Regions from separate parts of the Bactrocera dorsalis genome. Here region 2 is linked to region 1. The links are chromatin contacts, called in public Hi-C maps. All regions are on one chromosome and are shown on one strand. Each heading gives the region's core, a stretch centred on a gene start, on an enhancer-like site or on the middle of the called end of the contact. The rest is flanking DNA. Distances are from core to core; before and after follow the strand shown. Region 1 holds the start of LOC105226091 (homeobox protein abdominal-A). Region 2 has its middle 16 kb from the start of LOC105226089.

Region 1 (6,357 bases), core at 1,505-4,004:
TGTCGCAATTAATTTACGAATAGTGACTTTTTTTTTAACTTTAGGAATATTTTTTTCGTAAAAAGCTGAAGTTAGTTTTGTAGTATTTGTCTCGAACTCGGTCGATTTATACAACATGCGTACTCATTTGAAGTTATTTGTTAAAACTTTAATCACTATTATTATATAACATTCATTATAGTACCGCGTTTTTGAGATATAACTATTTGACGCGTTTTGATAACACTTCCTGGCAAAATTAAAACGAATGCATTGAAATATGATGAAAACCTTTTCTGTCTAGCATATTTTGTTTGTTGCAAAAAGGTTACACTAAAGTCAACAGCAGCAAAAACAAAATATCCAACACGTGAGTATGGAGCATAATAACACATAACAAAACGATTAAAAACATTAATGTAATAATAATAATAGTAATAGTAATGATATTGCACAAATACGGTTAATATCAACAGCGTTACGCGTTATATGATATATGGCAATAGCGTATGGCGTTTTGACGATTGTCGCTCGTATTGTAATAATAATCACAAACAGTTAAAAGACAATACGACGCGAATTTTGCTTTCACGGCACTCGCTCGTTCACTTTGATATCAAATCGTTGATTCGCTATTATTTTTGTGTATGCTTGGTTACGCTTCTGTTGTTCGTCGGGTACACAACGTCAGCGCAAATACTAAATCGCTAAACGCTCCGCAGACACTACTGCGCTCTACGATAATAAATATTATAATAAAACGAAATTTTTAAAAGAGTATAAAAATTCGTGTAATTGGTAATATCTGCGCTTTTGTACGCGCTATGACTATGCACACATTTGAGGCAGCAGAAGCAGCGACGCTTACGCTCCAGCGGCAGCGACAACGACAGAATCCGCAGCTTTACAATACAAAAGTAGCAGTCGCGCTTGAGATCTAAAACACTCAAATATGGTTGACATACTACACTTAGGCAGAAGCAGCGAGGCACAGTGACCAGCGGTATGAACAAATAGGGCAACCCATTGAAACGAAGTAAAATACGTTTGAATGAGTTGAGTGGATATTCGTAGTGGCACTCAGTAACTGATTGGGATTTAGTTCGTATGTGTAAGTAATTGAGCTGCAATGCAAAAGGCAAAATGTAAAGCTAATTGGAAATGTTGCAATTTTTTGCACATGTGAATTTCAACTGGAAGAGAATTGAGCTACATGGAGAGAAATTGGTGGATGAAAGCGCACTAAGAGTATGTTGTGAGTGGTTTCATACATGCACCACAGAAATGGTAATATATAATATTACCATATAAAAGTCGATTATAACTCTCTTTACAATAATTAGATATTCACAACTATTTATGTGTTACAACTACAAATAGAATAACCACAATTATCGTACGTAACTATAGAAAGATATGTTTTTTTTAATATACACACATACATATGTATAGTACATAGATACTTATGTACATATGTATGTATATTGCTCGGTTGGGAGTTCACATTACTCGTCTTAATTTCGTTCTGTGAGGTATTCAAAATGACATGGCAATAACACTCATAAAATCCGGGGTGCAGATTCAAAGCAAATCAAAATAAATAAACCGCAATTTCACACTCAACAGCCGCAGCAACATCTCGCTGTTATCGTTATTTCCAATCTTTCGCCGCGCTGCTTTAGGTAGCGTTGCTTTTGGCTCTGCTCGAAGGCACCACGTTCGTTGCCTCATTCACTCTTTATAACTCTGGGGCTTCTTATAGGGTTGTATGATTTTACTTCTACTTTTCTCTGTCTGTCGCATGTTAAAATTGAACGTTTGTGGCTTGCCAGCAAGAGCACTCAATTCCATCTGAAAGAACGGTAGTGAGGTGTATTTTTGTTCAGCAAGTGATAAGTGCATTGACGATTTGCTACTTGAGTGAAATAACAAAAAAATTTTATTTGGTGTTTTATTTTTGAGTAGCTTTGCATGAGCGTCTTTTGCATTGTAGTCAATTTATAAAAATGCTCTCTGAACTTTTCCATGTGAGCTCTTTTCATATCAGAATTGTTCTCTGCACTGTATATATTCTAGAGGCTTTACTACTTTTGCGTATTGTATTTAGTGAGTGTCCTATGACTGCTAATATTCTGGTTAATAGCGTGCAAATTTCTACTGAAAGCAGAAACCACTCTCCCAAAACGAGCTGGCACTCAACTGTTTGTTAGCACAGATAAAAGAGCTGGTTGAGACTATGCTTGCACACACAAGTGTAATTTAGAAATCTATATATTTACATATTGACATATGTATGTATGTATATTCATACATATATACGTAGTGAATTTGTGCATAGAAACCACGAGATATATCAATTAAAGCTTCCATGAAAGTAGAAAAATAAGAATAGTTGTATTGTTTTCAAAAGGTTTATTTTTAAGTCTTAATATAACTGACAGGAAATTAAACAAACGTTGTAGAATATTAAATTTTAGCTGCTAACGTCTCAAATGAAAAGTCGCGAGAGTCCTCCAGTTCTGCCAGAAGATTTCAGCATCCTGCTTTGAAGACAATTTCCAATATAGTAGATAGCTTTCCTATTCGTAGTTATTATGAATTTAGATTTTGTAATGGCTACAAGTTTGCAAAAAAATCCTTCATTGATTTATGGTTTTGATAATATAACATATTTCCAATAAGTTTGCACAAATTTTAATATCAAATTTACCTTTACTCCTGAAGAATATACATACATATGTATTTTATATTTTCCTTTTGAAAATTTTAAATACATTTTCAAGGATTATAAGCATAAACGCATTTATGTATTTTAAATAAACCAATGTAAGGGAACAACAAATAAAATATTAATACAATTGTGTAAGCAACTGAAACTATCACCTGTAAATGTGTGTTTGAAATAATGAATAAAATTGTATATATCATTAATGGAAAAATGTAAATAATTTTTAAAATGGGAAAGTTAATTTTTTTAATCGTTCGTATAGTCACTCTCAGAAAATTCCAAAATAGGAAGGATGCGCTAACTACATATCTATCACTAAGATTGCGTCCACACACACAAAAACTTTTTTCGCTCAAACTAGTGTTTTGCCGGCGAGGGAACGAAGAGGAAAGCCGAAGAGACCGTTTCACTCATAGTCGGGCAACACGCATTGTTCATGTTGATTATTCACGTTCCTAACAGTTCGTATCTATGTAATTCGGCATTGCTGTTTATTTGAAATTTTTTACATAATTGCAATTGCGCTTGTCTCCAAAGTAATATTTTTAATATTACATATATGTTAAGATATTTGAATTTTATCGTCTATTTTTTGTATGTAGTCATGTTTTCGAAAAGGACAGCAAAAGATAATATCCGACTTTTCTGATGATGATGTTGTAAACACAAAAACGATTGCACGACACGAAAGCAAAATTTTTTTGTCTGAAAATGACCGAAAACCTTTCACTCGTATAAATTTTAAATATTTTGTCCAAAATAAAATTTTTGTGCAAAAATAAGTAAATGGGTCGATTCATTTGTTTTGAATTATTAAAAGTGATACATCAGATATATTTTAAGCTTCTGTTGCTAATAGTTATTACATAAGACCATAAGACTTGTTAAAGATTTGAACATATCAGTGGCAACGCTGCCCATTGTCATCAACAAATTGATTTTAATTTTGCGACAGCGGCATCTGCAAGCCTACTGTTATGAAGTCCTCCTGTTGTTTGAATAACTGTGCCCATAAGAACGTGTGTATTTGAATAATTGACAGATGCTGCCTGCCGCTTGTCGTCGACTGAGGAACAAAAGTCCTCTTGTATCCACATGTCCACATGTCTTACTGGTCAAAGTCGGGGTGAAAAGCGAGATGCAAGAAAACCAGAAATCGCACAAGCAATCAAACACTTGGCAAGAGGGAATTCCAAATTATGTCCGAGTGCAATTTTAATTTGGAATAACATGAAAAACGCCGACATAATAATTTAGTTGAGTGAGAACTTCCATTGATGTGCTTACTGAATGTTGTTTTGTATTCTTATTTGCTTTTTACTGAGGTTGTTATTTTTGAGTCTTCAAATTATTGTTATGACAGTTTTATGATTTTTTTAATTTATGGCTAGAAATCAAACCATATCGAGCAATTTTCACTGAAATTCACTTTAACTATGTATAAATGCCTTCATGGGCGCCAATTATTTGGAAAATATTATGTACTATTTGATTTGACTAACTAGCCTAAGGTGATCGCTAAAGCTGGGTGGTGCCAATGCAGTGTAACTATTGTTTTATGTTTTATGAATAGTAACGTCCAACTCTTCTTTCCAATCATATCCAAGTATAGATTTTCCAATATGTAGTGAATTTTTAAACGAAAATGTGCTATCGATATGAAATTATTTGGAGAGATTTTCAAAAATATATACTCTTCGTTTTGTTCCACTTAATATTAATATTGGCTTATATATTTGTAGTAGTCGGTAAAAAATCGAAAGTTAGTGATTTCTCTCTCCACTTTGAATCAAATCTCGGATTAACACAAGAACTCTAAAATAAGAAAAAAATCGAAGGCTTTTTATGAGTTAGTTTATTCAATAAGTCGAGTTCTTCGCTTGGGTATAATAAAAGAAGTATGCATAAATGTAGTTATTTTAGTAGAGTATTTATGTGCATAATATTAAGTAATTTATTTCTGTAACTTTTCATTTTTACGATGTTCGCGTTTCAAAGGGAATATGATTACTATTATCTTTTAGTAAATGTGTTTTATAATTTTTCACATTCTACAACATTAATTATAAAATTACATAATACATTACGTCTTTTACTGCATATTTCATATCACTTATAGCTATACAAACTTATAATAACAGTATTGTTAAGCTAAGCTGAGCCAAATACATCATACAAAGCTTATAGCAAAGCAATCTGTAATTTTAATTATCTTTTATTGCATACTTATGTCCACATTTTAACAAAATTTTGCTTATGCTGCTATAATCCCTTGGCTCCAAATTCACCAATTATATGATTTTATGTTTGCTCTGATGATAGTTTAGAAGACGAAAACTGTCGGTGCATAAACAAATAGAAACTAAATTCAAAGCCATTGGAAACAATTTTATAATCAAAACAAATAATAAAACAGCGTTACGTATTATTCGTTTTAACTACCACTTAAAGTACATACATACATTTAAAGATATGTATGTTATTATATGAGTTTTAAATTATTTCGCTTACTTCCCATATTGTTGGTGTCATGTTAGTGTTATTGTTTTTTAAGAAGTGAATTGTGGCGTTCGGCAACTATTCACCGCTGTAAAGCATTTGTCTGTACAACAGTGTCATTAAAAGATAATAATCGTAATAAACTAATAATAAAACTGAAACTGGGTGATACACGCAGGCGCTACGACACCCTGATTCAATGATATACAAACAAACATACATTATGGATGTGTGTATATAAGTATAAAGCGTGTCACGGATTATTCTGATATACATATGGGTTAGTGAAAAATATTAACGAAAATATAATAAAATAATAATTAAACTTTACTAATTACCATAACTTGGAGTTTTAAGATAGGGTTATGGAAGTACTGCAAAGAGCCGGAAATCCCTAGAATTTTCTTATTAGAAAGGTAGCTGGAAAGCTAGTCAAGCCAGAAATAAAATATAGAAATATACACATTTAAACCCTTAAAACAAACAGAAATTAAATTAAAATTAGCAAATCTTTTTTATTATACTTCCATATTTAACAGTAAGCAAAGAAATCGTAAAAGCTAAATATCAGTATATCAAACATAATTGAAAATATCCATGACTCTCCATGCTACATCGTATTTCGGTGTTCATTAGTCTGTTGATTGTATTTCACATTTTACTTTAAAGTATTGGATATTTCTTTAATTTCTTGACTTTCCATTACATTTACATTACATGTATTTGTAATTATTTTTAAAAATATTAGAATTATGCATAACAAATAATAATAATATTGATATCATTTTCAGTAAAATACCATATAAAAAAATTGCCTTCCCTTAAAACAAATTGTTTTCAAAATAAAGACATATATTAAGAGTAGATGTTTGATATTTATTAGCTTCAAAAATGTACATTTAAAATTCAACAAGAAAAGTGATTAGCGATATTTAAGTTAAAGTTTCAGTGTACGGTAAGTCTAAATCATATACTCTGTTTTACTTTACGATGTCCTAATTGACAATAAGGTTTGCTGGAAATAATTTATTAACTTTGTAAACAGCTTGGTTATTAACCTTTCGTCCTAACTTACCTTCTGACGCGTTATTTTTGCATGAATTCTAGAAAAGAGAAACAAAACTCAATTATTACGATATCATATCGATAAA
Region 2 (6,357 bases), core at 2,020-4,519, 55 kb after region 1:
GACGAACATATAAGTACATATATGGGGAGCGAGATTGTTTCCAAATTATTTATATTATTTCTGAAGTGCTGTCATAAATGGAGTACGCATAAAGAGAAGAGCGACTGTAAAGTACCCATGGTAATTTTATTAAGAAAGTGATAACTTTAAGATATTTGAAGAGTATTTATTGAAGAAGTAAGCGAAAATCGATTATAATGTACATAATTAATTTTGATAATGATCAGAAGATGTCATACAAATAATAAGATACATAACGTCAAGTAACAAAATTCAATATTTTTTTATTAAATTGATTGTTTTAGTATAATTAGAAAGATTCAATGTAGTTCTCTGTACCGTTTTATTCGATAACTTGAAGGTACAATGCCTCTCGCCTAGAAACCCTCGACTCTATCGACAAAAATCGGTTAAATCTGTCTTCTGCATCGTTTGAACCAGCTCAATGTACCACGACCATTTTCAGTGGACGTTGTTGGAAGTGACCCATCTTTCAACATCAGTAATATGATTTATATTTTACTGAATGAATATGTTTTACTACTCAATAAATAATTATTTAAACATTTTAACATTTTGATTTCACTCCACATTGCAGGCAACACTTCGATCACACCGCCGCTTTTTTCTTATTCTTTATTAGTTCAATCAATAATGTTCTTAAAAAATAGTTTAATTTGAATGCACAATCAATGAGACCCTCAAAATAGTCACCCACATTTATTGAGATTTGCAGGGAAAGATTTTGATTAGCATTAGATGGCTCTTTTTGTTGATGTATATTTCCCCAAATCCGATGCCCTGTTCAAAATAACATGAATGACCCAATACCACTTACTGCAATACTTACCTCCTCAGAGCACTAATCGGAACATGTGCTAAAATATCTCCAGCTATCGCTTGCATGGTCAAACAAACGGACGAGCAAACAAGCACCTTGCCTTGAGATCCTGATCATATACATACACTATATACTATATGTGTATATCTAACTCGATTACTTTTAATTGTTACAATTAAGCATTAGGTAAAAAAAGTATACAAGATTTTTCGTTGTGTTGCGAATGTTTAAAAATCGTGCAAATACTGTTAGTTAACAGAAGAGTTAATTAGGTGTGTGGCTTTTATTTTTGAACATGCACCATATCTTCTTCTTCTTGCACCATATATAAGCGATTATTTATATTCATTAATAAAAACTCATGCGTAGGAGAAGCACACATGGAACATTAAACATTTATTACGTTTCATAAAATTATTATACATTTATAGCGTATTAACGTTTAAAATTAGAGCGCTATTTATCAATTTCTCCATAAAATTTTAAATTTCAAAGATTTATTGTTATTATAATTAATTGCCAATCAAGCGAATATGCATATATTTGTATACATACAACCCTTTGGGTGATTATTTTGTTTATGGGCTATAACAGTGAACAATAGTTTAAGTATAACTGGAAGGTTTTGACTCACTCCTAAACAAAGGAAAGAAAATTAAACGAAGCTTTAAAGAGGCCATTTTATCGATATCTTTTATTTATAACAAGTTTACTTTTATATCTGGTCGCAAATAATGCACAAACAAGTTATAATTTCATCTATTGGTTTTTAAATTCAAAAGACGTATTGTTACCTTTTTTATTAAAACTGTGAACTACGGAAACTACTGTTCACCGTATAAAATAGAAGATCATTGCTAGGTTTCTTCGCATTTTACTTGGAAAGATTATAAGTGTAGTGAATTAATTCCATAACTATTTTCAGTATATAATAAAATACAAATCAATGGGAAATCATGTTTACCAACTGAAATCATATTAAGAGTTTTAACCAACATACATGTATTCCAAAATAATTATGGATATATATATCTGAAGTTCTGCCTATCTGACATTAATGTTTTACCGTTTTTTGTAGATTTTAAATATTTATATATTTGAGCAGGGCATATTAAGTTCAAGATATGTGAAAGATCAGCGTGTCGAGTTGAGTGTTTGTTTATCCCCAACGATTAAAATCAATTGTTGTGTGAACATTTCTTTATTTGCAATTGCACTAGCATCGCCAAGTTTATTATTTTCCTTTTTCTACATTTTACTATTTGTTATTTAACTGTAAAAAATAATATATCACAATAGAGGAATATATATTATAAATCACTTAAGCAAACGAACTTTAATATATAGGGAATTTGCATCTGGTAACCACGCTATACATATATTTATTAAATGTAGAATATATATAATTAGTAATAAGAAACCCATTACCCATCTTCAATAATCTTTTTCATTATATTATTTAAGTGTGTTCGGGTTACGCTATATAAATAGTTTTGCGACTCATCATTATTTAAGCACGCATCAAAGATAGAGACAAGTAAAGAGAAAATATACCATATTCTACGGGTTTCTTCTATAAATGCGAATAGTATTTAATGGTTATTATACTTTAACACACAATCATTTTAGTTTCGTCGATTATATTCCAGAAATTTTGATTTTTAATGTATATCAAACAAATAAAAGTATACCTAAAAAATGTTAAGTAAAGTATACCAAATATCTTACGGTACAAATTATTCATCAAACAGACACAATAAATAATAAAGTATTGATAAGTTCTAATATCTTTTATTATTTGCTTTATTGACGATGGAAATGCAGTCCAACTTTTTATTTAAATATACTTAAAGTACATTATAAAAATTTGTAATTCTTCGTATACATTTACATATTTCTTAATAATAAAGCAAATCTTACATATATTCAAATTACTTATTTACACTCAGAATTTGGAACATGTGTCGAGTAAAGTCTCAAGAAATTTGTGCGCCAAAGAAAAACCGCTCTGACATTGACATGCCATAATTGTTCTGCTCAGACTCAAACCTTAGCTTTGTTCGGCGTATATGTGTGCATATTTTCACAATCAAATTCTTCTCTGTATACAGAACGATGAAGCATTTAGTAAATTGTTTACCAGTGTTTCTTTTCTTATTTTTTATAATAAGTTGCGCGTCAACTAAACGCTCCCAAATGTATGTCCGGCATTTATTGAACCCTGAGCGATTTAGACCGTCCCCAAAAGGTTAGCAATGAATATTGACGCTTACTCCGAACTCAACCGCGCTGCTTTTAGAGATACAACTGTTTATCTCTGTCAAGCACAATCGCGATCTCGCTCTGCTGAAAATATGGCTACTGAATACCCACCATAGCGTTAAACCAACGTGGGCTCACTATACACTAACAAAGTATTTTCCATCGCATTCGCTCATATCGCTACTAAGTTCACTATACTTCAGCCTTCACGGACTACATTGCAGTTGGTCTGCATTATAATTACCCAACTCCACGAATGTGTTGAGTAGAATAAGGTAGATATACCAAATATTGTCGTTGCCGGTTTTTAGTTGGATACTAAATTTTATTTAGTCTGGACATAAATGAAATGTACTGGAATTCTAGTTTTCGAAAATACGGAAGGACGTAAGAGCGCTTTCAACTCAGTAACCACGCCCATTGCAGCCAGGGCAGCGAAAACAGCTGTTATCTCATCAACAGTTTTGAAGTATGCCTGATACATCATTGTAGTATGCGTGAAAACAGCGCAAATATTGACAAGAAAAGTTTGAGTGATTTGAAATATAGTCGAAGCTACCATTCGGTCAATAGCGTTGTTACTACCATAGAATTTTAAAAAATTTACAAGTCGCCGCTTTTTTCCTCAAGTGCTCGTACCTTTATCAAACCCGACGATATTTCAATTTATTTTTTTAACCGACGCTGCTTTAAAAAGTCTGTCATAAATAGGTTTTGGCTGCACCTGATTTGAATTCCAAATAGTTTTATTCGTCTTAAGTATTGGTTTTAACTTTGTATTTACAATTAATCCTTAATGCGTTTATCCCTGTTTTTTCTTAATTGTTAAAGAAATATAACTTTTTATAAATATGATTATATTCAATGACCAAGTTTGTTTTTACTTCAAAATAATTCCCGTATTCAAAACTACTTTTCTTATATCATTATTATCTACATACAAAATTTGTGTCCCTGACAGAAGACAAAAATTATTATAAAAATTAGATTTGAAAACTTCATAATTATTAGTCTTGGTTAATTTAGTTTATTTGTTAAAAGTCACAAATTCTATTTAACTTTACCAATCAAACCAAAAAATATATTTAGTGTTTTGAGATAGAATAGGTTCTGTAAAAATATGAAAGAAAAAGTCTAGAAAACATATGCAGTTATTATGATGGGTAAAAGTCCATTGCCTGCTGCTAATGTATTTCTCTTCAGCTTTACAAATTTTGTTCATTCTATGCTATTACCTTCCTTTTTTCGATTTGTTAAATTCCATAGAATGTCCTTCATCAAAATAGCAGTTTTATGTGCATGCAATTAGGGGTAGATATGCACAAGTATACATATCTGCAACGAGGAAAGTATTGAGAAGAATAATGCACATCCCTGTTATATAGAGTTGTCAGATTTGCAGTGTGTCATTTTGGCATTTTTTTATCATTCAAGTTAAATATTACAACTTCGTTCTTTCAAAAAAAAAAAAAAAAAAAAACACACAAGAAAAAACGTAAGAAGCCACATCATTACTCCTTATGACAAAAATTTTATGAAAGAAAATCAGTATTTCGTATATTACATTTTTGACTTATTTCCTTTTTATTTTATTTAATCATTCACGTTGAACATGCCACATTTATCCTATTAATAATATATTTATTAAAATCATTCTCTTAGGATATTTTTTAAATATTTAATTGTCGGAATCTTGACATTATTCTTTAATTATTTTAATAAATAAAAATTTCGGTAAAACTATTTTTTTTTTATTTCTATGAAAATATCGAATGCGACACAAAAAATAAATATAAAGTTGTATATAGAGTTTTCTGGATATATAAAATAAGTCAAGTAATTATAATAAGTAATAATATTTTTATTTACATATATTTCCCAATGAAGAAACTCTATACGCTTTTTCAGTGTTATATTTAAACATGCGCAGAGTTGAGGATTCATATCTCAACCGATCCAAAATTATTCAAAAAGCTCTGAATGAAATTTAATCCGCAAATATCACGACTCAATAACAAAATATTGACAATGTTTAATATTATTTTATATCTCGCTCACTTCGTATACAAGGCACACTAGTTTGGTGTAACTTTTCCAATACAACTATCATCAAAATTATATTTTCTTAAAGGAATAAAATTGGTTCAATGCAATGCCCTAATGATCGGAAACATTACACTGTATGTGAATGCAACAATATTATATTCTCGACTGGATGCTCCTATACCAATAGCAGTGTGCTCTATCAGCATTGTTCTTTATCAAGTGTCCTTGCTAACGTTCAATTTAAGGGTTGAATAGCAAAAAGAAATCTCACTGAACTAAGCAAAGGTGTCCTCAAATCGTTCCATGAGTTATTTCCCTTATTTTTTTATTGTGGCTTTTCTTATTTGTGGGATTTCGAAATAATCATGCAAAGGTGCCAAAATAATAGTACATATATAATTTGAATTTGAAAGATAATTTAAAATTGAATATTATCTTGATAAAATATTAATGTTACAGTATTTACTACTTACTTTTACTTAACTTTTTCTGATCCAATATTGACATTATTATCCTAAACTTTATTTACTTAAAAGATATGTAGACTACAAAATTATAAAAGCTTTTTACTTCATTAGTTGCTTAAATAAGCCCAAAACAAACAAATGAAGTAGCGAAGAACTAAGTTCGGATGATCGATCCTTTCATACTCTTGCAACTTCCAAGGATTACAGCCAAGGAAATACCTTCAGGCACATAAGGCTGGTTAGTTATATGCAATCTAGGGCGAGTTCTCACAAGACTTTATTCTTTCTAAGCACAAATAGGCCTCGTTATAAGAAAAACACGGAGTTCGAAAATCTTAATATTAGGTATATGGGGGGCTAAAGGAAGTATTGAGCCAATACAACCTATATGTAGCACACATACATACTACTTTCTCTCTGAATTTCAAGTATAAAGCTGACATCTTGACCAATATAACCTTCTTCTTCTTTACTGGCGTAGACACGGCTTACGCGATTATAGCCGAGTCAACAACAGCGCGCCAATCGTTTCTTCTTTTCGCTACGTGGCGCCAATTGGATATTCCAAGCGAAGCGAGGTCCTTCTCCACTTGGTCCTTCCAACGGAGTGGAGGTCTTCCTCTTCCTCTGCTTCCCGCGGCGGGTAATGCGTCGAATACTTTCAGAGCTGGAGTGTTTTCACCCATCCGTACAATATGACCTAGCCAGCGTAGCCGCTGTCTTTTAATTCGCTGAACTATG

The links. A called contact is a pair of places that touch in the nucleus more often than the background predicts.
Region 2: a Hi-C map of whole body shows a contact between it and region 1, with 7 times the contacts expected there. The contact joins the enhancer-like site here to the promoter of LOC105226091 in region 1. A contact is called at or near these places in 2 of 2 Hi-C or Micro-C datasets (both in whole body).

What each region holds. Positions count from the first base shown.
Region 1 is chr2:51,799,708-51,806,064 of ASM2337382v1, forward strand. LOC105226091 (homeobox protein abdominal-A) reads right to left here and starts at 2,755. Exons shown (of 7, transcript XM_049448034.1): 1 at 818-2,755.
Region 2 is chr2:51,854,427-51,860,783 of ASM2337382v1, forward strand. No RefSeq gene overlaps it. Among protein-coding and RNA genes, the nearest start is that of LOC105226089, 16 kb to the right of the region's middle. Within about 2 kb of position 3,270, the one cell type or tissue checked has open chromatin away from gene starts, as enhancers often do.